Linked DNA regions of Mus musculus: regions 1 and 2 are each linked to region 3. A link is a contact called in public Hi-C and HiChIP or PLAC-seq data. All regions are on one chromosome and are shown on one strand. Each heading gives the region's core, a stretch centred on a gene start, on an enhancer-like site or on the middle of the called end of the contact. The rest is flanking DNA. Distances are from core to core; before and after follow the strand shown. Region 1 overlaps Med12l (mediator complex subunit 12-like). Region 2 overlaps Med12l (mediator complex subunit 12-like). Region 3 overlaps Med12l (mediator complex subunit 12-like).

Evidence for each region. HiChIP or PLAC-seq counts read pairs in DNA pulled down with a chosen protein or histone mark. Hi-C and Micro-C count contacts between places; a contact is called where the count stands out from the background.
Region 1: a CTCF HiChIP or PLAC-seq map of CD8 T cells shows a contact between it and region 3, with 28 read pairs. The contact joins two enhancer-like sites. A contact is called at or near these places in 1 of 39 promoter capture datasets (the HPC-7 cell line), 1 of 15 datasets of contacts at CTCF or cohesin (CD8 T cells), 3 of 484 Hi-C or Micro-C datasets (Th1 cells, Th2 cells and pro-B cells), 2 of 115 datasets of contacts at active chromatin or transcription factors (CD8 T cells and effector CD8 T cells) and 3 of 9 other capture datasets (adipose tissue, embryonic stem cells and liver).
Region 2: a contact with region 3 is called in a Hi-C map of granulocyte-monocyte progenitors, with 4 times the contacts expected there. The contact joins two enhancer-like sites. A contact is called at or near these places in 3 of 15 datasets of contacts at CTCF or cohesin (CD8 T cells, the NIH/3T3 cell line and pro-B cells), 28 of 484 Hi-C or Micro-C datasets (B cells, the Ba/F3 cell line, the C10 cell line and 20 more), 5 of 115 datasets of contacts at active chromatin or transcription factors (the 230-238 cell line, T-cell acute lymphoblastic leukemia, bone marrow-derived dendritic cells and 2 more) and 1 of 9 other capture datasets (embryonic stem cells).

The regions. Positions count from the first base shown.
Region 1 is chr3:59,226,383-59,230,678 of GRCm38.p6, reverse strand. Med12l (mediator complex subunit 12-like) reads right to left here. Exons shown (of 44, transcript NM_177855.3): 16 at 2,849-2,996. P2ry12 (purinergic receptor P2Y, G-protein coupled 12) reads left to right here. Exons shown (of 5, transcript NM_001357008.1): 2 at 3,098-3,228. Among named protein-coding and RNA genes, the nearest start is that of P2ry13, 18 kb to the right of the region's middle. Within about 2 kb of position 1,583, at least 142 of the 459 cell types and tissues checked have an H3K27ac peak or open chromatin away from gene starts, as enhancers often do. A contact at or near this core is called in CD8 T cells, Th1 cells, Th2 cells and 1 more, where this site is marked.
Region 2 is chr3:59,311,122-59,315,114 of GRCm38.p6, reverse strand. It overlaps Med12l (mediator complex subunit 12-like), which reads right to left. Exons shown (of 44, transcript NM_177855.3): 43 at 2,181-2,262; 44 at 1-418. The coding sequence ends at 366. Among named protein-coding and RNA genes, the nearest start is that of Igsf10, 31 kb to the left of the region's middle. Within about 2 kb of position 2,319, at least 83 of the 459 cell types and tissues checked have an H3K27ac peak or open chromatin away from gene starts, as enhancers often do. A contact at or near this core is called in CD8 T cells, granulocyte-monocyte progenitors and memory CD8 T cells, where this site is marked.
Region 3 is chr3:59,078,776-59,082,868 of GRCm38.p6, reverse strand. The region is part of intron 10 of Med12l (mediator complex subunit 12-like); the gene reads right to left. Among named protein-coding and RNA genes, the nearest start is that of Gpr171, 21 kb to the left of the region's middle. Within about 2 kb of position 1,783, at least 80 of the 459 cell types and tissues checked have an H3K27ac peak or open chromatin away from gene starts, as enhancers often do. A contact at or near this core is called in CD8 T cells, Th1 cells, Th2 cells and 3 more, where this site is marked.

The sequences.
Region 1 (4,296 bases), core at 334-2,833, 150 kb before region 3:
ACATACATTAAGGAAGTGCTGGTAAAACACATGACAAAAACTTCCTTCTGTCATTAGACCTCCTTCTCTTCCAGCATCTATTCTCATAAGCACAAGTTAAACGTGGGATGAGGCCTTCTCTCTCACTGCTCTTATATGTATCATAAGTATAGTTGAGATACCCAAGTTTTGACTTAGTTTTCAATTCCCTAGAATCATTGCTCCAAAACTGAAAGGGTCCAACCTACTACTGTCTTGTGTTCATATTAATCATTTAGTCTCCCTTGGATCGAAATAAACACAGAAGACTTGGGGAAGTAGGCCTAGCTCAGAACTCCCAAGTGCATTTTCCTTTGCTCATTTGTATAAACAGGTTCCATTACTGAACATGTAAGGTCATAAAAGCTCAACTTGATATAACTGGGTCTTGTAACCTAGAAAGGAAACCACTGATAACTAATGATGCTTTGAAATGAAAGATTTCAGTGTCGTTTGCATAAGTAACAATACACTGGGGATATAAAGAGGTTTTGTTTTGTATTGTTTTATTCTTTTGCCCGTTTCCTTGTTTTCCTGGCATGCACCACTGCTCTTTCAATACTTAATTTTTACATAAAAAAATTAAGCCTTTAAATTCTGAAAGTATTGGCCTTTTTAGACAATGTTATAGTGAAGTTGACATGAAATTTGGCTGTTTAACTGGAAATAGTGTTTAAGCTTTAAGTTAGGGGAGCAGAGGTTGCTCAGGCAGCAGACTGTCTGCTTAGCATCACACAGGCCTGAGGTCAACCCTTAGCAGCACATAAACAGGCATGGTGGTGGGAGCCCATAATCCTAGCACATGGGAGACAGAAGCAGGGGGAAGAGACTTTCGGGTTCATCCCTCAAATTCCAGCCTGCCTGGAAAACAGAAGACTCCATCTCAAAAAGAGACAAAACATAACAACAGACTTCCAGTTACAAATCCCCTAGGGGAAGACTGGCTGGTTCTGTAAGTGTCCTAAAGGGTTCTTCAAAAGTCTAATTTTTGTTTTCTCAACATTAAAGCACATGCTAGTCCAAGGGATAGTTTCCTTTTTTCCTTTCCAATCTTCACATTGCTAAGTAAAGTAGTTGTGTGTGTGTGTGTGTGTGTGTGTGTGTGTGTGTGTGTATACAAGTTTCCTGTAGCCTCAAATACAGTTGGCTAACTTCTTGTATACAAAGTCTTAAATAATAACTTAAAATGAAGACTGTTTACCAAGTGGCTGTGCACTGTGGCTGAGATTAAATCGAGGAAGATGTCAGTTTGAAGTGGTGTTTGTGTGACTAATACTTTGAAAGCCCGCACAGTGAATATCTCTTTTGTAGTCCATACGGAAGAATATCTACTTAAGGGGTTGGCACAAAGACAAAACAAGACTAGTTTGGCATTAAAGCAAAACTGTGAAGGAAGGAAGGAAGGAAGGAAGCTTGACAGCAAGACTGCTTCTTTCCCCTTCCCACTTCCTTTGGTCTTTCTCCACCATAAACTTCAGAAATCTGCAAAGGCCCTCTACACTAATTTAGATGAATTAAGCGTGACTGTGCCTCTTATAGACATCAGCACCTCCCACCGCATTCCAACTCCCCCGAAAGCTACTTCAAATGCCCTTGGCTAGGGACTTGTGAGCCTTCCATATTCAGGCTTCTATCGCAACTTATTTCCTGTTTTCTCTGAGGGAGAAAAAAAATAGCACAAGGAGAGTTTTCTTAGACAGAGCAGTTTCTTTTTCAAGCTCAATGAGAAGAAGCCAACAGAAGACAGTTTCATTTCCCTTTCTCGGCTCTTGGTTGCTTCTTGTGGCGCTGGCATATTGAAGGTCCTAAACAGGCAAGGGAAGGGAGCCAGGGGTGGAGACAGATCACATGAGGGCAACTTCCCCACAGTGTTCTCCAAAGCCCATCCAGCAGACAGCCTGCGCTCAGGTAGGCTTACCCATGCTGATGGCAGACAAAAGTTACAATTGTTTCCACCTGTAGGGAAAAAATCTAGCATACACAAACAAGCCCTAATAATGCACCCCATTAACGTCATAAAAATGGAAAGGTTCCTAGGGGTTTCTACTCAAGTAGGAAAACCAGCTGTGAACATAGGGCAAACGCAACCCTGTCCTCCTTCATAGGAATGACCATGCTAGAGAGGGAGCGAGCAGTGGCAGGGCTAAGGTAGAAAATGATGCCATGTTTTAAACCATGATTATGAAATGACGTAAACCTTAAAGAGAGTAACTAGGCAAATATGATAATAGATAATAGATAATTATAGGACTTCAATTATGCAACACAATGACGCACTATGAGGGCCAAGCTCTGAAAGAAACAACAACAACAACAACAAAAACATGTGAGAAGAACAGGGAAAGAAAATTCCAAGTCAAAAAGATCAAATTGCCTCTTTCACTTTTCTGTGGTGACAGACTTAGCCATGGCTACTATGGCAATTAGGTTTTGGCTAATGTGGAATCAGCATCTATATGATGACCTGCCACTCATGTGAAACACAGAGCAAAAACAAATGGTGCAAAGGAAAGGTGAACTGGCTGTTTGCAGGCAGAGTATTTCTCCTCCTCGTCACTCAGAACATCACCCACAGCAATGACCATAGAAAGCTTGGCACCCAGATGACAAAGTACAAATCTCACCTGTATCTCCCTACAAAAGGCGGTCAATGCGAATGCTACTAATAATGAACGCAAGGCCTTAGAGTGTAAATGTGCCTATTCATATTTCAGTGTGACAGTCATTCATGAGAGGAAACACTGGGGACAGTGACATGGAGCGCTCTGATAAGGCCTGTGGGCAGAGGGAGCACAAACGCAATGGGAGCCAGGGCACTGAGGCGCCTTACCCCCTGATTCTGTGGTGCCCTTCTTGTTCAGGATTTTGAGGATATCTTTGGTAATCTTCTTCAGCTGATGCCTGGCTTCATCACGCTCTTTTCCGACTCCATAGAGAAGGATTGTGCGCTGGTTACATTCATGACTTGAAGATTCATCCTGAAAAACAGCAACAGCCCCTGAAACCAGTTTGCAGAGCTGGGGGTACATTTTCTTCTCCTGCACCACACTAATCACATCCTTTCCATGCCTGCTTGCAGGGGTGGCATCTACCTGCTTGGCAACTCACCTTCACCGGCACCACCCCTGTTTTTCCAGTTTGGAACATGCTAAAGTAAAATAATAACGTGCTACCCGACCTGAAGCACTTGATGTGGGCGTACCCTACAGAGTAAGTTCTGGCTGTTCAAAGACTTTTTGTTGTCGCTGTCGTCTAAATTTGACCATGGCATAAGATGATGTTACTATGTCCTTAAGGAAAATGCCATTTCCTTAGTGAGCTTGGTCTTAGATATATGGCATTAGCATGTGTTTTATAATTAGGAAAAAAAATATCTTGCTAGGACCTTCAAGCATCTTCAGAAAAAAAATGTACGACACTTACGTCAACATGACCGTATAAGGTATATTAGTATTTATTTCCAGATGACAAAAAGCAAAGTGTTGGGATCACTAGGCGTGAGCTAAGTGGCTAGGAATTCAGAATCGGAGATGATCGAGTGAGGTTTTAGACCTCGGTCTCCTCTAATGATCACTGCAAATGCAAGCACTCCTTTTTTTCCTTGTGTGAAAATAAATGACCTGAGTAATGGGCAGGAATCCAACACAGAACTCCATTTACCTTTAGCCAAATGTAAGTATCCAAGGCAGAGCCTCACTCTTATGACTGCCTTAAATCTCTCAGTGCTAATCTCTCCCTGGGATCTTTTGTTTTCCATTTTCTGAGCAAAGTTATTTACTTTTCTGTTGGACCTTTCAATATACCTCCCCCTTTGTCATTCTTTGTATAAAGCCCTCTAAAAGGCATCACCTCTTATCCTAAAGAACTCCTCCCAGGGAAAATGGATTGCATATGTTCACCATTACTGATGGCTGCAACTATAGAACGAACCCTTCAGAAGTGGGGGAGCCACAGTGACACTCACTGGTAGAACTCTGTGTGTCCTGTGAACACAGTTATCAGTACCATGCTTCTGCAGCTGAGGAAGCACCATGTCCACTCTCCAATTCTGTCAGGTTTTATATTTCCTTGAAGTACACACTTGCCTTCAGGCCCCAACTCAGTTACCCTAGTTTTATTTTTTTATATATATACAGTGCTAGAAATAATACACATATTTGCATATCCTGTTGACTTATCTTTCTCTACCCCTCTGCTAATTCTTCATGTTCCAAGTATTTACAGAGGCCTACGGAGATCCTAACAGGGATGGTGAGAGATAAAAGATCCATGTACCAA
Region 2 (3,993 bases), core at 1,070-3,569, 230 kb before region 3:
GCTTTCAAATCAGTAGTTTGGTCCACCACAGGTTTAAAAAAAATCGTTAATGAATACATAAATATTTAAACCTACCATAATTCATTCTTTATGTAAATATGAGATAAAAAAGCACCAGTTTCAAAAGGTCTGCTACCACACTATCTGGAGTAGGCCTGTATGATCCACATTTTAAAACCTATTTTAAATCTGATAAAACCAAACCATGACTCCTTTACTTATTTAAATACTTCTGCATGAAATGTAGCATAAAATATAGGAAAACATAAATAACCAAAGACCAAAGGAGACGTCTTATGAGGACTACTAAATTTGATTTTCTGTTTTTCAGTGCAAACATAAACTTCATGTCTTCTCTTTCCGATTCAAAAGTGTGAAGGGTGTGCACAGGGAGTCACTCCTTGCTGTGGCTGGTTACCTAAGGGGAAAGCAAACACAACAGTTACAGATGTGAACTGGTGCTGCAGATAACACCTTCTCTCTGGCGGGCCTCTCAGTAACAGCCCCAGGTATGGGAGGACAGAGCAACAGGCTAGACCCTGGGGCCAATAACCATGTAATGTGACCAAATGTATTCTGTAGAGGGGCCAAGTCTACAGGAGAGACCCACAGCTGCCCACACAATGCCTCGGGATTAGATAGATTGACTCACAGTGTCCAAGAGCTGTATTCCAGCTCTTGACACTCTGGGGACAGCAGAGCAAGCTGACATGCTCTTCAGATAAGTCTGCAATACAGGACTCCTCAGTGCTGATTTATAAACACTATAAGGCCAAGCCTTCAGGTTATATTCTCTGCAAGAATTTTAACTCAAAAATATCGTCGTATTTCATTGTTTTAATCACAGATTATTTAATAGAGTATACCTACTTAAAAAAAACAGCTAGGAAAAAAATTGATCTTACTTCACGTAACCAAAATTAACTGAGGCTACATGAAAACATACACACATATTTCAGGTTTGGAAATTAAAGAAAAATCTCATGTATGTATTCATGGAACATGGTGATGTGTTACATAAAGACACAGACAAGTGTACATTATATGTTAAAGACCAAAAACAAAAACAAAATAAAATAAAGAAAAATTAAGATATGACTGGCAGAGACACCAAGGAGTGTGGAGGGAGGTGGGGGGCAATTCTCTCTGTCAAGATTCCCACATGCAAAGCAGTCATGCAAAAAGCTACCCCTCAGCCACAAATGGATGCCACATCACTGTTTCAACATGCAGCAGACTCCACCCTGTAACTCAGAAACACTGAATCTGAAAGCCACGGGAAAACGTGTCTCCTATACTTTCATAGGTGGGAAAACGTGACCTAGCCAATAATGGCCACCTTGGCAAAGAAATCAGGTCTTGTGACTCCAGGCCACTATGTTTCACCACACAAGGGACTCACTCCATCTCTAAAACGATTCTATCCTGAGATACTGGTATAGGGGTGATCTAAGTCAAGGTCATGGGATGAGTTTCTCCTTAAACATTTCTAGCTCTATAAAAACAAGACCCGGGCATGGAGTTGAGGTTAAGCAGTAGAACACATGTCTGGAACACAGGAAGCCTTGGGTTCTATCCTCAGCACCATAAAATAAAACCAACAAAAGGGGGTTGGGTGTGCTTTGGGAAAGTCACATAAAACAACAGGAAAATACTGAATTTAAGGGGAAAAATGTGGCTTTTCCAGGGGAAGAAAAAGGTAAGTCCAAAACTAATCAAACTAAGACAAAGTGAAATACCTCAGACCAAGCCAAACATGAAAAAAAAATGTATGTATGTATGCATGCATGTATGCATATATTATGCATATATGTATGTGTGCACATATGTGTGCATGCATGGATATATGTGTGTGTATGCATGCATGTATGAATAAATGAATGTATGCATCTGTATATGTATGTATGTATATGTGTATGTATGTATGCATGTATGTATGTAACAAAAGTAGTCAAATAAAAGAGGAGGAGTGGACAGTGGAGGTCTAGGAGGGGTTTAATGGAGAGTAGCTGAGAGAGGAGACAGAAGAAAGCGAGGAAGGAAAGTGATGGAGCTCTATTTCAATGAAAAAGTCTTTAAAAATGTTTCAGAGGACACAGTGTGATTTCTGAAGAGCCTACTATGCCGGGCTTGTCGCTGACTCCCAGACTCCCCTGGCTCAGTGTGAGATAGGTACTTACTAGAAAGCTGCTTTTGGAGCTGTCGCACCAGGGCGGCTGTCTGTTGCTGTTGCTGGGTCTGCTGCAAGCCTTGCCTGGGGAACTGTAATTGCAACAAGGGGAAGGATGAGTCAGCCACTCGTGCTCCACAAGGCACAGGCTGTACCTCGGGGCTGGCTAAGGCACGTTCACATGCTCAGTTTGGATACGTCTGGTTTTGCCTACGGTACAGCTGGCCAAACAGTGCTTCCCGCAGGTACTTGCTTGGCATTTATCTTTAGAGTTTCCATGAAGAAGTGCTCACTACAGAGGTAGCCCACTCATCCAAGGACCTCTCTGACAAGATGAAAGCTCTCTGCTGTGGAGATCTGTCCAATGCCAACAGACCCCATGGGCAGGGCAGAGCAGAGCCTGTGAGATAGAGCATGGGTTTGTGGAACATCTGACCTCCACCTGACAGCCATGGCAGGGTGAGCTGGGCCATACACAAGAACACTCACATTTTAAGGAGTTTTCTCCTAGCCCTGTCTGAGGGGACCTGGAAGTACCACACAAGGAACTGCAGCTGATGTTTGAGGAGCATGGGGAGACTGACTGATCAGTGTCTGCTAGAAGCAAAGCTGTTTTTGATTAGAATCACCAATGATACTAGGACACTTCCTAACTGCAGGTGTCGGACTGCCTCTCTTTCTTTCCTTTCTCTACTCCTCAGCTGTCTTCTTGCGACTTAGAAACAACTGGGATGCTCTGATACGAGCATCTCTTAGTCATACACAAAGAACTGGTTGTTTCCTGTTAACCTCAGTCTGTGCCATCTGCCTGTATGGAACACAATAACCAGGCTGTCACAGCACCCTAGAGAGCATCTCCAGAGATAGAAAGTGAGAGCTGACCTAGGCCAGGGAGGAGCATGGTAAGGAGTTTTCTTTATTTTTGCCAGCTTCTTCCACAGTGGCTCTCTGCCAGCCTAGTGCATCCAAGGCAGCCGTGCCTGAGCTCTTCCCTCAGGTAACTGGGCTCTCTCCACCTCCCCTCTTCTCACCACACTAGGCTGAGAGGTCTGTGCTGTGCCTGTAACACATCTGCATTGCTTGTCCTTAATCTGCTTCACATCCCTAACGAGTTTTTAATAAGACCATTCTCAATGTGAATGCAACATGATTCCCTCTTCCTTGGAGGTCCTCAGTATGACTAAAAGCTGCCCAGGACTGTTAAGTCATATAGGAAATTCAAATACAGAATGCATAGCTAAATGTGAATTTCAGACAAGTAACAAGGAATTTTTTATTTTACTAATATTTAATATTTCACGTGACAAATACTGAATTTAGTCCAAGTAACCCAACAGAAAATTTGACGTAACACTTTTGCTAACTGCTTGCCTGAAATTCAGATTTAGCAGAAAACTCTAACTTTAGACAGCATTGCCAAGATGACTCTTCCATGTGTAATGGCACACAAAGATGATAAGCCATTGCCAGCACCAACCCTCTCCACATACAGGTCTGGGAAAACAGAACAACAATCATTCCTCTGTGTGGAAAATTCAGGAAGGCACGTGTTTTCTTTTTAATTCAACCATTTCAATGCTTAGAATCCTATTTAACAAGTCTTGCTATGTGCCATGAACTATTGTGGGCATTATAGGTATACACTCTGGCGCTTGATTCTGACGAACAATGATGTTAACAAAGCTTTTGGTACAGGTGCTTTCATGTTTAGTGTGTGTCAACATGGAAGTTAGTATGTTAGCTCTCATCACGTCATGTAGGGCTGAACCCTTCTCCACACACACTGCATTTCTGCAAACATTCATCCACACAGCCCCCTTCCA
Region 3 (4,093 bases), core at 534-3,033:
TTACTAGCAGAGTGCTTTCAAATCACTTTAACTCAAGCAGGGGAGGAAAACACTCAAAATACAGCTGAATGTGAAACAATTCCAAGAGAACTAGAGTTTCCTTAAAGATAATGACCACTGGGGGCTAGAGAGATGGCTCAGCGGTTAAGAGCACTGACTGCTCTTCCAGAGGTCCTGAGTTCAATTCCTAGCAACCACATGGTGGCACACAACCATCTGGTAATGGGATCTGATGCCCTCTTCTGGTGTGTCTGAAGACAGCGACAGTGTACTCACATACATTAAAGAAAGAAAGGAAGAAAGAAAGAAAGAAAGAAAGAAAGAAAGAAAGAAAGAAAGAAAGAGGGAGAAGGAAGGAAGGAAGGAGGGAGAGAGAGAGAGAAAGAGAGAGAGAGAGAGACCACTGAACTCCAATGACACTGAAATACTATTACAAAGGGCGCATACTCAACCCCACTGTTAGGTGGTTAGAATGTGGACTTCCCCCTCTTTCTCCCTTCTTCCCCCCTCTCTCTACCTTCCCCCTCCCCTCTTCTCCTTCTGCTCTCCATCAGCATACCACATACTCCCCTCCATGATTATTCATATCCACTATAGACCCAGAGACATCAGGCCCAGTAACCATGGGGTAAAACCTCTACAATATAATGATCCAAAATAAATCTTCCCTCAGTTAAGTATTCTGTCCCAGCAATGGAAAACTGACTGACATACTTGATGGTACCTCCTTGGCTTATACTTATATGGACTTGTTTTCCTTACATTAAGTAGCTATTGCTATTAAGTGCCTAGTTACATGAGAGGCACTATGAATACTTAATGCTGCACTAATAATGGGTTCACAACATCTTATGTCATCTAGCAATGACATGCCCTTTTATAAATGTAAGCAAATTATCCACAGGTACCTCAAAGCCTGCTGATTTCACAGCTGAGGGGCTTCCTGTCAGCCATGCCCCTGCCTCCACTTGCAAATACCTTCCTCTCTTGTCTGACTGTACACCAACTGTAATACACCTTTCATGAATCCGTGAACCCCTCTCCTTCAAGACAAATCCTAGTGGTATATCCTCCTCCCTGTCACCATACCAGCAGCCTTTCAGTGAGCTCAGAAGCCCAAAGTAAGAAAACACACCCACATCCTTGGAATGATGTGGCAGGCATGAGGCCAGGGACTAAGGATGTGATGGAAGGCATAAGGCACAGCCCCTGACATCACAGAGCAGGCGTCTGAGAAAGGTAACTGTGCCCAAGCACAGCCAAGAAAGAAACAAAGCCCTCCTATTTCTGGTGACAGTAATCAAGCACAATGCCTAAACCGGGTGGACTCAGGTAAGTACAGGACATGCTGAACTTGAGACTTCTGTTACCTAAGAACTCTAAACTTTGAGCACAAACTGGTATGAAACCATCATAAACAAGCACTATGTAGGTTTTGCGGTTGGAGTTTCATGGTGATACTAGGAGCAGAGACTGAGAAAACGACCCATGCTGTGCTGTCCTGAAGCACTCTGCTCTGGCTGGGGCATCTGGCCTGGCTGTTTCATTACTTGGAAAGAAGTCTGTTCACAGGGGCCCCAGAAAGAGAATTGAAAAGCAGCTTTTCCTGCCTGCCACCCTTGGGTCTTCCCTCTTCTCCACGTTCCTGAAGCGCCCAAACGTGCAGTGCAGCCTCTGCTCTCACACCAGGCAGGATCAAAAGCAGAGAGGCCAAGAGGAAGGAAGTGGTCCAAGAGCTCTGCAAAGCTGTGGGGCCCTCCCCACCTGGCGGCCTGGAGATGAGGTCACCAGTAACTGCCTAGTCAGTACCGGGAAGCTGAGGGCTCCGTGGTTCACTCCCCTCAGGTGACTGCTGGGCCCAGAGGCCACTGTCAGACAGCCTCTGAGCTCTGAATTGAATGCGAGAATTTCTTCCTTTTATAAGACACAGAGTGGAAAAAATACTAAAACACAAGGTGCATTCCCTACCTTCTTTACAGCAGCACTCAAGTTGACACCGCCCCAGCAGGGAAAGAGTAAAAGCAGCTCACATTCCATGAGCTATTAGTGAAAGCGTGCCCCCAGCACGGGCAGGGTCAGCTCCTCTCACCACAGGCAGAGCCTGGTGTCAAATGTTCTCACCTGTACTCTACAATTTCTAACGGACTTTAGCTGACTATTGAAGCTGAGGCTGTACGCAAATCAGGACTCTCCACCTCCTACAAGGATGTGAAGGATCAGATTTCCCTCTTAGCCATTACAAAGCAGTCTGCAAGGACTACAGAGACAGGAGGGGCTGAGGTCCCCCCAGCTGGTATGAGAAAGAACACCCCTTGTAAAAGCAAACATCAAACCACCATGACTAGAGAGAGGTTGCTAACTTTATCTCCCACCACGCATGCAACATCAATCCTGGACAAATTATAGGACCCAAGAAAAAAAGGAGGTACATTTTAAAGATGGGAGATACATATCTGAGTCTTAACCAACCACTCAATATATCTCCATCTTACTAGAGAACAGGTACATAATGTTGGTTCTTCCAATAAAATATAAGCTATTTTATTACTGGCCACAGTAGCAATTTTTGGAACATACTTATTATGTTTTATAATCTCAATGGATATTCATGCTCAAGTGTTGTATAACTATGCGAAAACTCTGAGCACACAACTGTGAGTAACTTGCTCTAAGCCACACAGCTACCATCCAATATTTACATGTGAATTCCAGGAATAACAAGTAACTCAGTGCTCAGGAAAACAGTGGCTCCTGAGCCAGGCACGGTGGCACACGCCAGCAATCTCAGCACTAAGCAGGCAAGGCAGGAAGATTTGGAGTTCAGAAGTCTCCCTGAGCCACAGAGGACCTTATCTCCAAATAAGAAGGGAAAAAGAAAGGGAACAGAAAAAGAGGGGAGGAGAGGGGAAGGGGAGGGGAGGAGAGGGGAGGGGAGGGAAGGGGAGGGGAGGGGAGGTTGATTCTTTGGTTCAGTGGACAAGTAAAACCGTCTGTTATCATTATTTAAAATTGTAAATGGACAAGTAAAACTGTCACTTGCAAACTTATACATAAATACATGCCTTAATATAAATGCATATTAAAAACTAAAGCCACGTTTTAAAGATGTTAATGCTATAAACTTAACATTTTAAGTATTTAAACATTAATGTTTAAATATTTAATGTTACAGAAGGGGCCGTCCATACAGATATCCTCCCAGATTAAAAGTTAGGAAGCGTGAACTAAAAGTTAACAATACTGTCTTTGTTTTACTCAAAGGCACCACATTAACCACAAAGCCACTCACATCTCTTCCCAGAATGCAATCAATATTCAAATCACCATTAAACCTCTCTTGCATCCCCATCCAAACTGCTACATCATCCAGGACTTGGTCTAAAGCCCATACTGCCCTCTAGTGGCGAATACCATGACACATGCATAGCAGAGAATGCCTTCCTTAAGATGTGGCTCAAATTCTACCCTGCTTTCTCAGATCAAATACAGTCAGACAGGTAGCATTGGGGTCTGAGTACGAATATCCCCTACACCCTCACATTTTCCAATACCTGGTCTCCAACCAGTGGTAGTTGGGAAGGTTATGGGCCCTTTAAGATGTGGAACCTTGCTGGGGAAGTGTCACTGAAGGCAGACTGGGGTCTTATTACCTGGGCCCATTTCCTAGTCTCTCTACTTTCTGTGTGGGGATGAAACACCAAGACACTGCTTCCGAACTGACAGGCCAGCTTCACCCTCCTGCTGTCACATCCCCTGCCTATTATGAAAGGCAGTAGCCCGCCCCTCTGGCATGTAAGCCAAAATAATTTCTTCCCTAACTTCTTTTGATCAAGGTATTTTATTACAACAACGCAAAACTAATTCATATAGATAAACAGACAATATCATTTTAAGAGAAATTCTCAGTAAAACTAACTATACGACCACAATAATCATTTTTGTTCATTTTACAACAGAATAAGCTCGTTGGAATTTAACCTTGCAGAAGCTCATACGCCCAGTGGCTTGTTTCACGTGGCTGCTGCAAAGTCACTGGGCTTCTGAGAGCACAGGGAGATTTATTCTGAAGCACGGCAACGTCATCTCTATCCTT